Regions from separate parts of the Zea mays genome. Here region 1 is linked to region 2. The links are chromatin contacts, called in public Hi-C maps. All regions are on one chromosome and are shown on one strand. The core of a region is the stretch at or near the end of the contact, and the rest is flanking DNA. Distances in the headings are between cores, read along the strand shown. Region 1 holds the start of LOC100274121 (GDSL esterase/lipase). Region 2 holds the start of LOC100193487 (protein SYS1 homolog).

What was found. Hi-C and Micro-C count contacts between places; a contact is called where the count stands out from the background.
Region 1: a contact with region 2 is called in a Hi-C map of leaf, with 4 times the contacts expected there. The contact joins the promoter of LOC100274121 here to the promoter of LOC100193487 in region 2. A contact is called at or near these places in 3 of 25 Hi-C or Micro-C datasets (bundle sheath, leaf and tassel).

What each region holds. Positions count from the first base shown.
Region 1 is chr8:144,806,901-144,813,383 of Zm-B73-REFERENCE-NAM-5.0, reverse strand. It overlaps LOC100274121 (GDSL esterase/lipase), which reads right to left and starts at 4,697. Exons shown (of 4, transcript NM_001148499.1): 1 at 4,402-4,697; 2 at 4,133-4,293; 3 at 3,781-4,041; 4 at 2,916-3,627. The coding sequence starts at 4,660. The coding sequence ends at 3,145.
Region 2 is chr8:144,667,464-144,674,381 of Zm-B73-REFERENCE-NAM-5.0, reverse strand. LOC100193487 (protein SYS1 homolog) reads right to left here and starts at 5,028. Exons shown (of 3, transcript NM_001309880.1): 1 at 4,545-5,028; 2 at 3,270-3,496; 3 at 1-327. The coding sequence starts at 4,768. The coding sequence ends at 320.

The DNA of each region.
Region 1 (6,483 bases), core at 3,448-5,947, 140 kb before region 2:
CCTCGGGCGAGACAAAACAACGTCTCCCATCTGAGGTTGGTCTCGGGCGAGACGGAACAACGTTTTCCGTCCGAGGTTGTCCTTGGGCAAGACGGAACAACGTTTCTATGCTCGTAAGGGCCCGGGGGATATCTATCTCCCACAATAGTGTAGACCACGGGTGGAACCATGCCCTTGCCCCGATGCCCATAGGAAAACCGTCCAAAATTATTACGCTGGGGAGGGGCATCGAACCCATGCGCCCTGATAGAGGTAGGGGATGACAGTGGTTGTGCTCTTCTAGCCACTTGAGCCAAGCAAGTTTGTGTCTAATAGTCGATATGCGTTATAAATATATGTAGACTCGGTTTTCAAAATAATAAAAAATAATCATGTCAGGCCGGGCCACCACTATGGGCCAAGACATTGGCCCAAGCATGGCACGTCTCTTGGGTTGGGCTGGCACAGGCCCCATTTTAATAGTGTTGGGCCGAGCCACAACACTATTAAATGAGTTGTGCCTCGGGCCGGCCTGCTAGGCACGACCCATTTGGCCATCTATATTGACGCCCCCTCCACACCATCGTCGGCCGCAAGCTCCGCACATCCCGCGCTCCACGCACCGTCGCACATCCCACGCTGCTCGCCTCCTCCGCGGCAGCGCCAAATGCCCACCATCCTCGCCTCCTCCCACACCGACCCTCGCCTGCACCTGCCCCTGCCTCCTCGGCCTCCTGCACCGCCGTGACAGAACCCCGTTAGTCCCCTCCCTCACCTTTGCCCTTCGCCTCCTCCTCGTTGCCTGTGCCTCCGGCAAGGATCTCGAAGGGCTTGTGGCCGATGTCGTGGCGCTCAAGACTTCATCCAGGGCCACGACGGGTTGTTTTATCCGTACACGCACTACTTCCACGAGGTGGACGAGGAGCTGATGCGCAACCTAATCTTGGTCAACGTTGATGGCATCACGCGAGTCACGCACGCTGTGCTGCTAGGCATGGTCGAGACTCGAGAAGAAGTGCGACGCTATTGTCAACATCGGCTCCAGTGCCACCTCTGAGGTGCCTTCCTATTTGCACTATTCTGTCTATGCCGCCACCAAAGCCACCTCTGAGGTGCCTTCCTATTTACATCGGCTCCAGTGTATTCTATCTAAATCGATAAGGGTTGGTTCGTTTGAGCCGGAATTCAGCCCGGAATTGTTCCACTTGATCAAACACTATATAAATTAGACAAATAATCTGGCTAGGAATGTTTATGGATGACCATTCCTTAGGAACCAAACAAGCCCTAAAGGTATAGCTAGGTATACTGTAAAATCAGAAAAAGCTACAGACATTCCACCACACATGTGCCATGACAATATAGATCAACGATGCACAATTCTATTACAATGGATCCACTTCACAAGCAAACTAGAAGAATCCAGACATCATACTTGGATAAAGCTTACTTGAGTTCGTCCTCTATGCATGTATATCCCAAATTTGCAATAAAGATAGTAAAACAAGGTGGTATAAGACTTGTCTCGTCCATCATACACCAAACATGTCATACTATCAAGCTTTATACATGTCGAGCAAGCTTCAAATAAAAAGCATCAGCTAGCTAATCTTTTTGAATTTCAATATATCTTTTCATAACATGTTCACTCTGTAGCAACACATAGACGTTATGTATATATATGTATGGTTGTAACATAGAATACATATGTAAAAAGTTAGTTAAAATAAAAAGGAAATATAAAAGAAAAGAAACAGAAAAGGACCTTTAATCTCAATTAGTAAGACCAACTAGAACACGTATAGTAATAGCGTAGAATATGTACAAGAAAAATATTTAAAATAAAAGGATTATTTCAAGAAAATATATTAAAAAGAAAAAAGCCATTTGGTCACTATTGGTTGGTAACACCAACGGGAATCCAAGGTGATACGCATGTTGGAGGTTAACTGGGACTAAAGTTACTCCCTCCGTCCCTTGTTCTTTTAGCTCTTTATTTTTGTGACCATATTCAATTCTCTCAATCTCATAGATTCTTTACGGGATTTGAGTTTCTAAGCTAACGCTAAAACAAATTTTCACCTGAGACCATAGATCAATTATCTATTGATGAAAAGACTAAGGTTGGTTGCAGCGCAGGCGAGAATGACCGCCGGGTGAAGGCGCTCACACCCGGCGAGAGCGGCCTCTCGCTCGCGCTGGAGGGCACGCCCGGGCGAGAGGGAGGCGAGACATTGGCCAGGCTCGTGCGTCGAGGCGAGAGCGAGCTGGTGCGAGCTGATTGGTCCACATGGCGCGATTTGGTTGGTCCACGTGTGATAGTCGTTGTAACTAGCCGCTTTTATCGTTTAGAGTCCAAAAAATTCAAAAAAAAATGTAAAAATTCACAAATTTCATTATCAATCCCTCTATAAATACCTCTACCGGGGTAAAGCTCATTCCACACACCATTTCATCTCATTTCTCTCTTCCAAACTCGTCTTTTCTACCCATCTTGACGTCATGTCTTTCTCGAACACAAACTCAAGTGAAGAAGTTGAATGTGTCATTTAGCACAATATGATCATCAATGACAAGCGTGATGCCGATTTGGATGCGACATATAAGACAGTTGATTCTACAGTCAGTCCGTCGATCTACTACAATGCACTTTGTAATTTTCTATTAATTATTATGTATCTTTAAATTGTCATGTAATTTTATTTTAATTATTATGCACTTTGTAATTTTTAATTCAATAAAAAATCATATTATATGATTTATATGCGTTGAAATAAATTCGCATGAATTAGTTAATTCTGAAATAAGTTAATTCTGAAATAGAAAAGTTGATATGACTATAGACTGAGGTCATATCCTACTGCAGTCTATGTGCACTGTAGGAGCAGTGGTAGGGGCAAGAGGGACCAACATAATGATAAAGGGAACACAATGTTGAACTCAAATTATAAGATTTGATAACATTTGCAAATCCGGTCTGGCCGATTCGGTGGAAAGTGGCTATGCTGGATGACACCCAAGATTATGTCGGTCGTGAACACATAGGCCCTTATATTAACGGCTAATAATTGCCTTTCTCTGCTAGTAGCAGGCGGCGCGCCCTTTCTCTACAAAGTGACCGATGTATTGTTAAGTAGTATCAGATATGCATGAACCATATCATCACTAGCTTGAGTGGGCGAGCTGCATGAAGTTGATAGGAGTGGTGTACTTGGGCGGTCCGTCGTAGAACGCTTGCGCCAAGAGAAACGCAGTCCGCTGGGACGGATGGACACGGTCCCAGAAGACATGGCGGTCACGGTCGACGCAGAGCGTGGAGCTGCGCGTGCACCAGGCCTCCGCGCCCAGCCGCCGCCCGCCGCCGCAGCACGTGCTTGCGACGTCGGTGTACCCTGACGCGCGCGGGTCCGCCAGGACGTCCAGCGTGAAGCCGAAGGAGTCGGCGAGGGCGTAGACGAGGCCCGGCAGCCTCTCGGCGAGGCCGATGAGCAGGGAGCGCAGGGCGTCGTTGAAGCCGCCGGCGACGTCGTTGAGGACGCCGGAGCACGCGCCCGTCGGGCTGAGCACGCGCTCCCCCGGCACGCATCCTAGCGGCCACACGTTGATGACGGCGAACTTCCTGGCGCCCAACGACAACGAGTACAGCTCCTGCATATTATATATATATATATATATATATATATATATATATATATATATATATATATATATATATATATATATTGTTACACGCTACAGTGCTGAATAATGAATGGGGAGAAGGAAAAAAAATAATGGGCTAGCTATCTCTGTACTACCTACCGTCACGGCGGCGGAGTAGTTGGAGACGAGGCTGGCGTAGAGCGCGGCGGCGGCGTCCCTCCGCTGCTCTGCGTCTGACCTGTTCCGCGCCCGCTCCGAAGCCCCGAAGACGTACAGGTCGTTGTTGCCCATGCCGATGAGGAAGATGGACCTGGAGATCAGTGGGTTCACCGCGCTGGGGCCCGCTGCGGCGACCATCTTGGCCTTGGTGGCGCCGAAGTACTTCACCTCCTCCGACAACGGGATCGTGTTCCCGGCGTTCTGCATACGCGTATAAAATTGCAATCTCTGTATAAACTTACGGTCACCACATGTATATGATGATCCGGCCGGCGATACGTGGAATACTTACAGTGGAGTCAAGGATGCCTGCTCCTCCAGAAGCATAGTTGATGCCAATGGTGAGAGCCGTCTGGGCCAGGTCAGGGCCGGAGCTCTGTGCCGGTGCCGGTGCCGGTGCCTGTGCTAGCGACAGGTAGGGAGGAGGGCTGCACGCGAATCCCATGCTCTTTGCTGCAGACATCAAAGCAGAGCAGTGCATGTTTTCAACAGGACATAAACATACACAAGCGCGCGCGCATGATCAATAAAGTTTAGCATAGCAGGGAGTGAGATCCACACCGACGTAGTCGGCGATGTTGTAGCCGTTGCTGAACCTTCCGGTGGGGATGGAGCCCGGGAAGTCGACGCCGTTGTAGGGACTGTTGGCCCTGCCGACGGCCGGCCCCCGCAGGTAGTTGTTGTTGCCCACGTCCAGTATCGACGACCCGAACACGTACATCGCCGGTGGCCGAGCGCCGGCGGCGGCGGCGACGGCGCCGATGACCGCCGCCTGCATACATATCACCTGGCAAAGCAGAAGAACAACCCGCATCTCCATCGTTGCCTGGCTGCCTGCTTCTACGCTTACGCTCTAGCCCACCGCTTGCTGGTACTGCAGTGCAGTACAGCTGACTATTTGCTGTGGCTCGTGCCGTTCCTCGAAAAAGGGAACAGAAACTAGTGACGTGTCAGTCGATCCAGTCAATATGACCAAAGGGGTAGGTGTAGACGTGTACTAGTCCTGTGGCAGTAAAGCACGCACCCAATGACGCAATCAGTAGATTTTTTTCGATTGCCTGAAAGCGATACAACAGCGATAATCAACGCATGGATCTGACAATTTCTATGGACATACATAAATCCTACGTCAACCTTACGTCACCGTAGTACGTTGTTTAAAATAAGCGGAGTCACGGCATCAGGCTGTGCGTATACGAAATTTAATGATATTACAATAGCCGCGGGAGACAGGCGTAAACGTGCTCTGGCTTATATCTTATATTATATATTAGTAAATGGCGCGCGCTTTGCGCGTGTGAGAAAGAACAGTAATATAAGTCATAACAATATTACGTTGGTTTGAGGTTGTACATACACATTTCATAATATAAATGATAATTTAGCAAACTATTTATATATATATTGTAGGTTATATATGTATATACAAAAGATAGAATAGTAGCTTGTTCTGGAGCAGACAAATCTGGTTGCTATATATGATACAACTTCAGAATTGCTTAATTCAACCATGACTTTATATTAAGTAAAAAGTTTATTTTGTACTGGTTGCAGATTTAAAGTGTTATCACTATTAAATTTCAATCATTATGACTTTATATTAAGTAAAAGTTCATTTCGTAGTCTTAAGTCTAACCCACGAAAACTTTTTTCCTAGATTATGGCTGAAACATTGTGATTATGGATCAATGAAACAAAAAAAGGAAAAGATTTTTTCTAGATTATGGCTGAAACATTGTGATTATGGTTCAATGAGACAAAAAAGGAAAACATTTTTTCTAGATTATGGCTGAAACATTGTGATTATGGTTCAATGAGACAAAAAAGGAAATCATTTTTTCTAGATTATGGCTGAAACATTGTGATTATGGTTCAATGAGACAAAAAGGAACTTCGTATACATGATATACATTGGTTTATTTTACGTGCAAAGTATCAGGTATGGCACGGTATATTGGACGGGATGATGAAAATAAAGGAACACATTTCAAAATACTATTGAATTTTCTGAGTAATATTTCAGTAGTACCATGAGTAATGAACCAATGGTAATTCAAGTCATTCTAAGACCATAAGTTAAAACATGTTTCTGAGTAATATTTCAGTAGTACCGTGAGTAATGAACCAATGATAATTAAAGACATTCTAAGACCATAAGTTAAAACGTGCATGTAGTGAAGCCTGATCACCGGAGGTGGCAGTTTCCGTTTCAGGTGGTTGGTGAAATCGTCAATGAGAAATTCTTCTCGAGGAAGGGTGAAGAGCTTACATAATGCATAAGTTGTCAGAGATGAGCAAGTGCATCTCAACATTCAATTATATATAAGTTGAAGAAAACAACTGTGCGGTAAATTGAGACCACAATTTTACTAAAATGTAACAGAAATGCTGAAATTATAAGTATTTTATATTTATAAAAAATACGTGCATCACACGTATAACAGAAGTGACAAAATTATCTGAAATAATTATGTCACTACTTTTGCTTAACAGAAATTTTGTCACTTTTATAATTTCAGCATTCCTGTTATATTTTAAAAAAGGTACTGTAAATATTCAGAGGGCAGGTGAAGCGTCTTACCCTGTTAGGGGCCGCGTGCGTGTTTATATAGGCGCCCGGTGCGCAAGGCTATACAACAGATA
Region 2 (6,918 bases), core at 3,779-6,278:
GGAGGAAGTTTTCTTTCATGAGAGGCAGGCCAGGAACTCTTTTTTATAATAAGGGGCAAGGGAGGACTTGTTGAATGTATGATTTAGAAAGTGAGCTGCCATTTCCGTTGGTGGAACCTCTAAGATCAATCAGTTCATCATGGTCAACTGGGAGGTTGGGCATCAGATGAACGCTCTATGCGAAGTTTGAGAAGTATCCATTGGAAATCACAGAATAAAGCATTCATTGTGAGTCACTGTATTCCTTAAGGAACATATTAACAAGCACCTCCTGGGATAACACCATTTGAAATCACCTATAATCTTTTAGCATGTGAGCTTAAACACCTGAACAGAAGAAACAAACCAATCAGCAGATGGAAAGTAAGGTCAAAAGTCAGTATGAAAAAAAAAGAATCATGGAAGAAGGAAAGCACCAACATGTTGTACTAGAACCAAATTCAAATTTCGAGAATCCAGCAATATTTAATGCTTGTTCGAATTCAAAATAGTTGACCAATCTAAAAGATACATTTATTCTAACAGATGACATTTTTCAACCATTAACCATGCTGGTATTATTATAGCAGGGGTAGATAAGAACTCTAATATTATTGATTTCCCTGATGAACAACTGGGTTGAAACGGAGATAACATGGCGTTTCAGTGATGTTTTTACTATGATAATTAGCAAGGAAACACGTGGGCACTCAACCATACCAAATATCAAATTTATTTTATATACATATACTGTTTCAGATCCAGAAAATGACGAGTCAGTAATGATGCATGGCAGCATTTGCTTTCTAAATTTAGGCCACCTAATCGCGATTAAGGGACGATAAATCGGACATCTGGATGATTAGGCCACCTAATCGGGTTGGTGACCGTAATCGGCTACGTTTGACCGACCAGACCGATTAATCGCGATAAATCGGACGATTTGAAAACCCTGGTGGTCATTGCCTTCTGACTTGGGTTAAAACTTGTCACCCAATTGACCTTGGGGACCTTGGCATCTCCGACCTGCAATGAATAGGATGGCCATTGTGAATGCGCTAGCTCTAGTTAAAGAAAACATAACCTGACCGACCCTGCTCTTTCCAGGTTCAAGTTCATTCCTGTGTCAGCTATTTCTCTATAGCAGTCTGCACTGAGGTTGGCAATGGCGCCCGTACTCTTTTATGGACAGATAGATGGATTCATGGGCAGAAAATTGAGGACCTTGCTCCACTGCTCTTTACTTTGGTGCCCAAAAGAAGAGCCAATGAGTGTAGAGTATTACAGAATCTTACTAATAATACTTGGACTGGTGACCTGCAAGGTGCACTTCCTGCTGGGGGTTCTCGCGAAATTCTTAAATCTTTGGGACATTCTTCCTCAAGTCGTTTTACAGCCTCGGTCAGAAAACAAACACATACGGCAATTCACTGCTTCCGGTGTTTACACTGCAAAACCAGCTATGATGGTCTCTTTCAAGGCACCATTTAATTTAGTCCATGGGAGTGTATTTGGAGAACCTGGGCTCCTAACAAATGCCGTTTTTTCATGTGGTTGGTCATGCACAGAAAGTGCTGGACTACAGATCGTTTTACTCGGATGGGTCTTGCATCACAAGAAATGTTTGTTGTGTGATCAGGAAGAGGAAACCATCAGTCACCTACTGGTTTCTTGTGTCTTCTCTAGGGCTTTCTGGTTTGAACTCTTCCAGAAATTTGGACTGCAGAACCTTGCTCAGTTGCTCCCCACCTGGCTGGGCCTTCCCTTGATCTAGTGAGATTGCTGCTGTTCAGGATAGGCAGGCGCTTAATTCCTTAATTCTTTTTGGAGCCTGGTCGCTTTGGACCCATTGGAATCGGTGGTGTGTCTTTGATGGTGCTTCGCCTAATCTGCAGGATATCCTAGCGAAGGTTATGGGGTGTAGTGGGTGCTAGGGGCATCATCGGTGCTTTGCCTAATCTGCAGGTTATCCTGCTTCAGTCTTCCAAGAAGTAAGGTTATGGGGTGTAGTGGGTACTAGGGGCAGCACCTTGCTGACTGAACAGATAGTGGTGTTGCCTAATTGTTGGCTCCTTGGTTGTCCGTCCCTTATTTGAGAGTGTGTGGACATATTGTGGCTGTGTGTGTCTAATAGTGAGTGTGTGTGTGGGCTTGTTGTGGCTATGTGTGTCAGGTTGTGCTGTGGTGTTGTCTATGTTGTTTTATTGTTTCTCATACACCTTTTTTGTTCTTATTATGAATGATATGCAGCTCTCCTGCATGTTCGAGAAAAGAATTTGAGTTATACTCAAATGATTGTATCCGGAGCATTTTCCTTTTCAGGAGGATCACTCAGGGGAGGAACCCTAACTCAGCGAATGGCCAGGAACTACTGTTTTTTCCTCAAAGTACAGCTAGTCAGAACTTTCAGGAGAACCACTCTGGTGAACACCAACACAATTGTAATTAAAAAATATCAATGAAAATGTCAGTTAAACTTAAGCTTCAGCACATCTATGGTTTGATGAAGATTACTTCGTTCGTCATAAAATAAGAAAGAAAGAAGCAACATCTTAAATGCCATAGCAGGGATATCATTATACTGCAGCCAGTACTTAAATAAGTTGATCCAAACAAGAAAACCAGGTCCTGTATCATGTCATCGCTTCAAACTAAACTACCCCCATACAGGTGACGAGGATCAGGAGACAAATTGTCAGTACTGAGTACTGACTTGTTGATGCCACTGGCAACTTGGCATACATTTCACATTAGCGCAACAAACTATATGGCACATCAAATGTAAAGCCATTAGCCAAATAAACAACCCTAGTTGAGCATGTCTGAGCAGTGAGCATACACTTGTTATATCTCTCTCTACTTGAACATTCGCACTCCCTTCTCTATAGGTCTATCAGTGAAATTACCAGGCCAGAAATCTCTTCAGAATGTTCACATTATATTATATTGAATTATTGACACAATATGTCCCACCACTACACTAGTACAGTGTGAGGTCTTTTAGTGGCCAGATAAAGTATTTGAACACAGTTAAGTTGCAAAATTAATTTTTCTAGAAAAATGGTGGAATGTAACCTTATTAAAAATGTAACATGTTCATTGCTTCAGAGTTCATTGTAAGCATATGTTAACTTTCAATTCAATGTAAAATTCTTCCTGAACCAGACTCTTGCACACTGAAAAATAAGTGAGGCTAACTAGGTATGCAAATACATTGGAATGGAGTCTACATGTACAAACAAAGAATCCAAAGGAAATAAAAAGGTTTTTAATATGAATGAAATACTTACTTGCACGAAGCCGTGATATTGGAATTTCTTTCAACTCCCGCCGGATGCATAGGTATTCACCCAGGAGAGCCATGGTTGCCAAACCAGTTATATTAAGAACCCACCATGTAACTGAAGCTGGCCATCCACCATAAACAATGCAAATGAAGAGATGGATTATGTAGAGTGTTGCTGCAAAGTCCAGGCACTTTTTGGCTCGCTCAATCACATAAAGCATGAACCCAGCTCTGCTCAAGCAAAGCATGGAAGCAACATTAGCGATAAATCATTTCTCACCAAAACAAAGAAGAGCTACAAAACTTGAAAAGCAATAAATAACACCAAACTGTCAAAGCTAAAAATGAGATCAAAATCATTATTTTATCCTTCATATTGTTGCTTCAGCTTACAAAATTATCCAGAAGAAAGATAGTGTCTAAAAAATGGGCTAATCCGAGTAGCTAGACTCTAAAAATACTTATTACCAGAAAAGAACAATTTGTATTCTGCTGTTTTGGTACTTGCTCAAGATGCTTTAATTCAAAATAGATACATTGGACACCAGATATTAAGAAAAATAGTGAATTGCAAAGGTTGGTACTGTCTAATTAGACAGCAAAAAAATGTGTTTTCCTCTTTACCTTGTCCGTTGTATCTACTGCCACTATCCTGTCAGAAAAGAATGAATGCAGGGGAGCATGTTTTTGCAGACGGTCTGCTTATTCACATTCATCAGAAAAGTATTTAACAAATGTGCAATATGTTGGTGCCATTTATTTTTTATATAAGCATGTAATGGTGTATGGCTCAAGAATAGGCAATCCACAAGACTACGGTATCTGTTACTCTCAAGCACACTAGAACACCTATGAGTATTTCATAATACATATAGTAGGAGCTACTAAACAATGGATGACAACATGAATAGGCTCATGACAATAACACCAAAACCTTTATACACACTACTTTCTACATATCTCAATACCAATTACTCCAAGGATACGGCTGAGCTCTTGCACTTAACTAGTGCTTAAAGAAATATCAATTTATAATGATCTTGAAACTGAAATTTGCAATTCACAATGTGGCTGCCCTAAACGTACAGATCTGATCACCTGGCAACACAGCCCGTTTAACTTTCCATTGACAAGAGTAGTTCTTGCACTCGGAAGCGATAAGCCACAGCGCGCACGCGTGCGACAGGCATATTTCGCGTTTTGACTACTTCCAGAAGAATCCATTCCAGTTTCGAACGAACCAAGTGGATGAGAGTGGGGTTAGGGAGCTGTGGCGTACCCAGTGACGGCGGCGAGGAGGAATGATGCGATGGCGCACCAACCTGTGGGGGTGCGCGGGGTGAGCGTGGAGAAGTCGAAGAGGTAGAGGAGGGTGAGTCGCGGGACGCGGGTGCCGACGAGGAGCGCCATGGCGACGCCCAGCGACAAGTAGTAGAGGCACTGCAGGCACACGATCTGCGACACGATCAGCCACGGATCCCACACCATGGCCCCATAGAACATCTTCGCTCCTCGTCCCTGGCGACCACCGGACGGAAGGAGGAAAACAGGCTTCTTCGCTCCCCGTCCTCGGCGACCACCGGAGGGGAAGAGGAAGGGAGGTTTCTTCACTCCTCCTCCCCGGCGACCAACGGAGGGAAGGAAGGGACGCTTCTTCGCTCCCCGTCCCCGGCGGCCACCAAGGGAAGGAGGAAGGGATCAAGGAGGGGCCGAGGGAGGCCGCGGCCGAGAATCGGTGGTTGAGCGCGGGATCTCTCTTCGCGGCTGCTCTCGGGGACTTGTGGGAAAGGAGACAAATTTTAAGATTTGGTATGCAATTCTTATTTTTCAGGTTCTCATCCATATGTCAATGACGTATAGTAACTCTATATATTATTATAATAAATAAATCTTGAAAAACGTACAAATTAGGTTCCAAATATCAAATCTCCCATCCATATATATTATGCTTGTGATTGCTCCAGCCCAGCCGTGTGCCGGAACAATAATATTCCCGGGTGTTTCTGTAATTCTGTAAGTTTCACTCATTTCGCAAAGTTGAAACTATTTTTATTTTTAAGGAGACATTGGTATTCATTGGCAAAAAGAAACATGAGTAAAACTTAGGATAGGAGCATAAACTTCTTAAAATCATTTTGGTAAAACGATGATTATGTTAATTAATAAATAAAATAAATAGAGAACTCTATCTGTATATTTTCCAAGAGTTTTCAAATCGCATTGTTAATCTTGATTTTTTTGCATGACAATAAAATTCCTCTCCGGTAACTCTATATCAACTCCTAGTTTTTTGAAAAATTAATCGCACAAAATATATGTGCGAGGGGTGAATAGAGGAAACGTGAAATTTACAACTTAAAACACAAATGTCTGCCTCTGATTAGCGTTAGAATGAAAATAAGAATAATTGGAGCAAGGGAAAAGTGTTCTTCTTGCTTAGAATTGCTCAAATGAATGCGCAATTACTTGGGAGTAACTCAATTTGATATATGATTAAACACAAGCCAGAGAACGAGAGAGAGAGCGGAGAGGAATAAGCAAATCGGAAATGAAGATCAAGCACAAAGAACATGGCGATTTGTTTCCCGAGGTTCGGCTCTGAAGAACATATGTCCCCATTGAGGAGTCTACTAAGAACATGTCTCTTTCAACCCTTTTCCTCTCTCAAATAGTCACTTACACCGATTGAGCTTTCTTCTCAATCTCGAAGGACACTTAGTCCCGCAAGGATCACACACAATTTGGCGTCTCTTGCTAGCTTTACAAATGTGAGAATGAGGTTAAGAGTGAGAATGAAACTCAAGAACAAGAGCACAAGAACTCGCAACTAGAGATGGCCAAACGGGTCGCCCAGCCCGGCTCGACCCATGCCCGGTGAAGCCTGGCCTATTTTGGGCCCGGCCCGCCAGGCACGGTTAGAAAACCGAGCCGGTCCGTCTAAGCCCACGGGCTCGATTTTCTGTCCGAGCCCGGCCCGCATCGGGCCTTGGCCCGTTTAGCACGGAAAAGCGGGCTAAGTGGGCCGGTAAGCACGTTTTAGTGCAAAAAGCGGGCTTAACGGGCTTAGAGGTAAACGGGTCGTGCAGCCCACCATTCCTAGTTTCCTGTCCGTGCCCAACCCACTTATTCGTGCCGGGTCGGCCTGGGGCCGCATAGAACCGGGTCGTGCCGGGCTCGCGGGTCTCGTGCTTATTGGCCATCTATACTCGCAACAACTCAAGAACACAAGGCGTTAAGTCTCTCTAACTCAAATCGATCGAATGCGATGCTTGTGTAGCTTTGAAATCTTGGGAGATGTTGCAATGAATGTATGGATGTTTGGTGTAGCTCTTTGTGTCTTCAATGTGCTGGTTGGGGTGTATTTATAACCCCCAATAACCCAAATAACTGTTGGAGTTGAGTGGAGAAAACTACATAGTCGGGTGGCACACTAGACCTCCAACATTACCGGTCGGAAATATTCCCTACATGCCATCGGAATTTATACTCATCCCTTGTGTGCCATTTAGTGGCATATAGGGAATTTTTTGTATGTATGACATATGGGGGCAGTGGCACACAAGAGTTGAGTATAATTTTCGATGGCACATAGGGAATTGCCCCTTACCGCTCCGGTGCACCACCGGACCCCTGTCAGACTGTTGTAGCAGTTA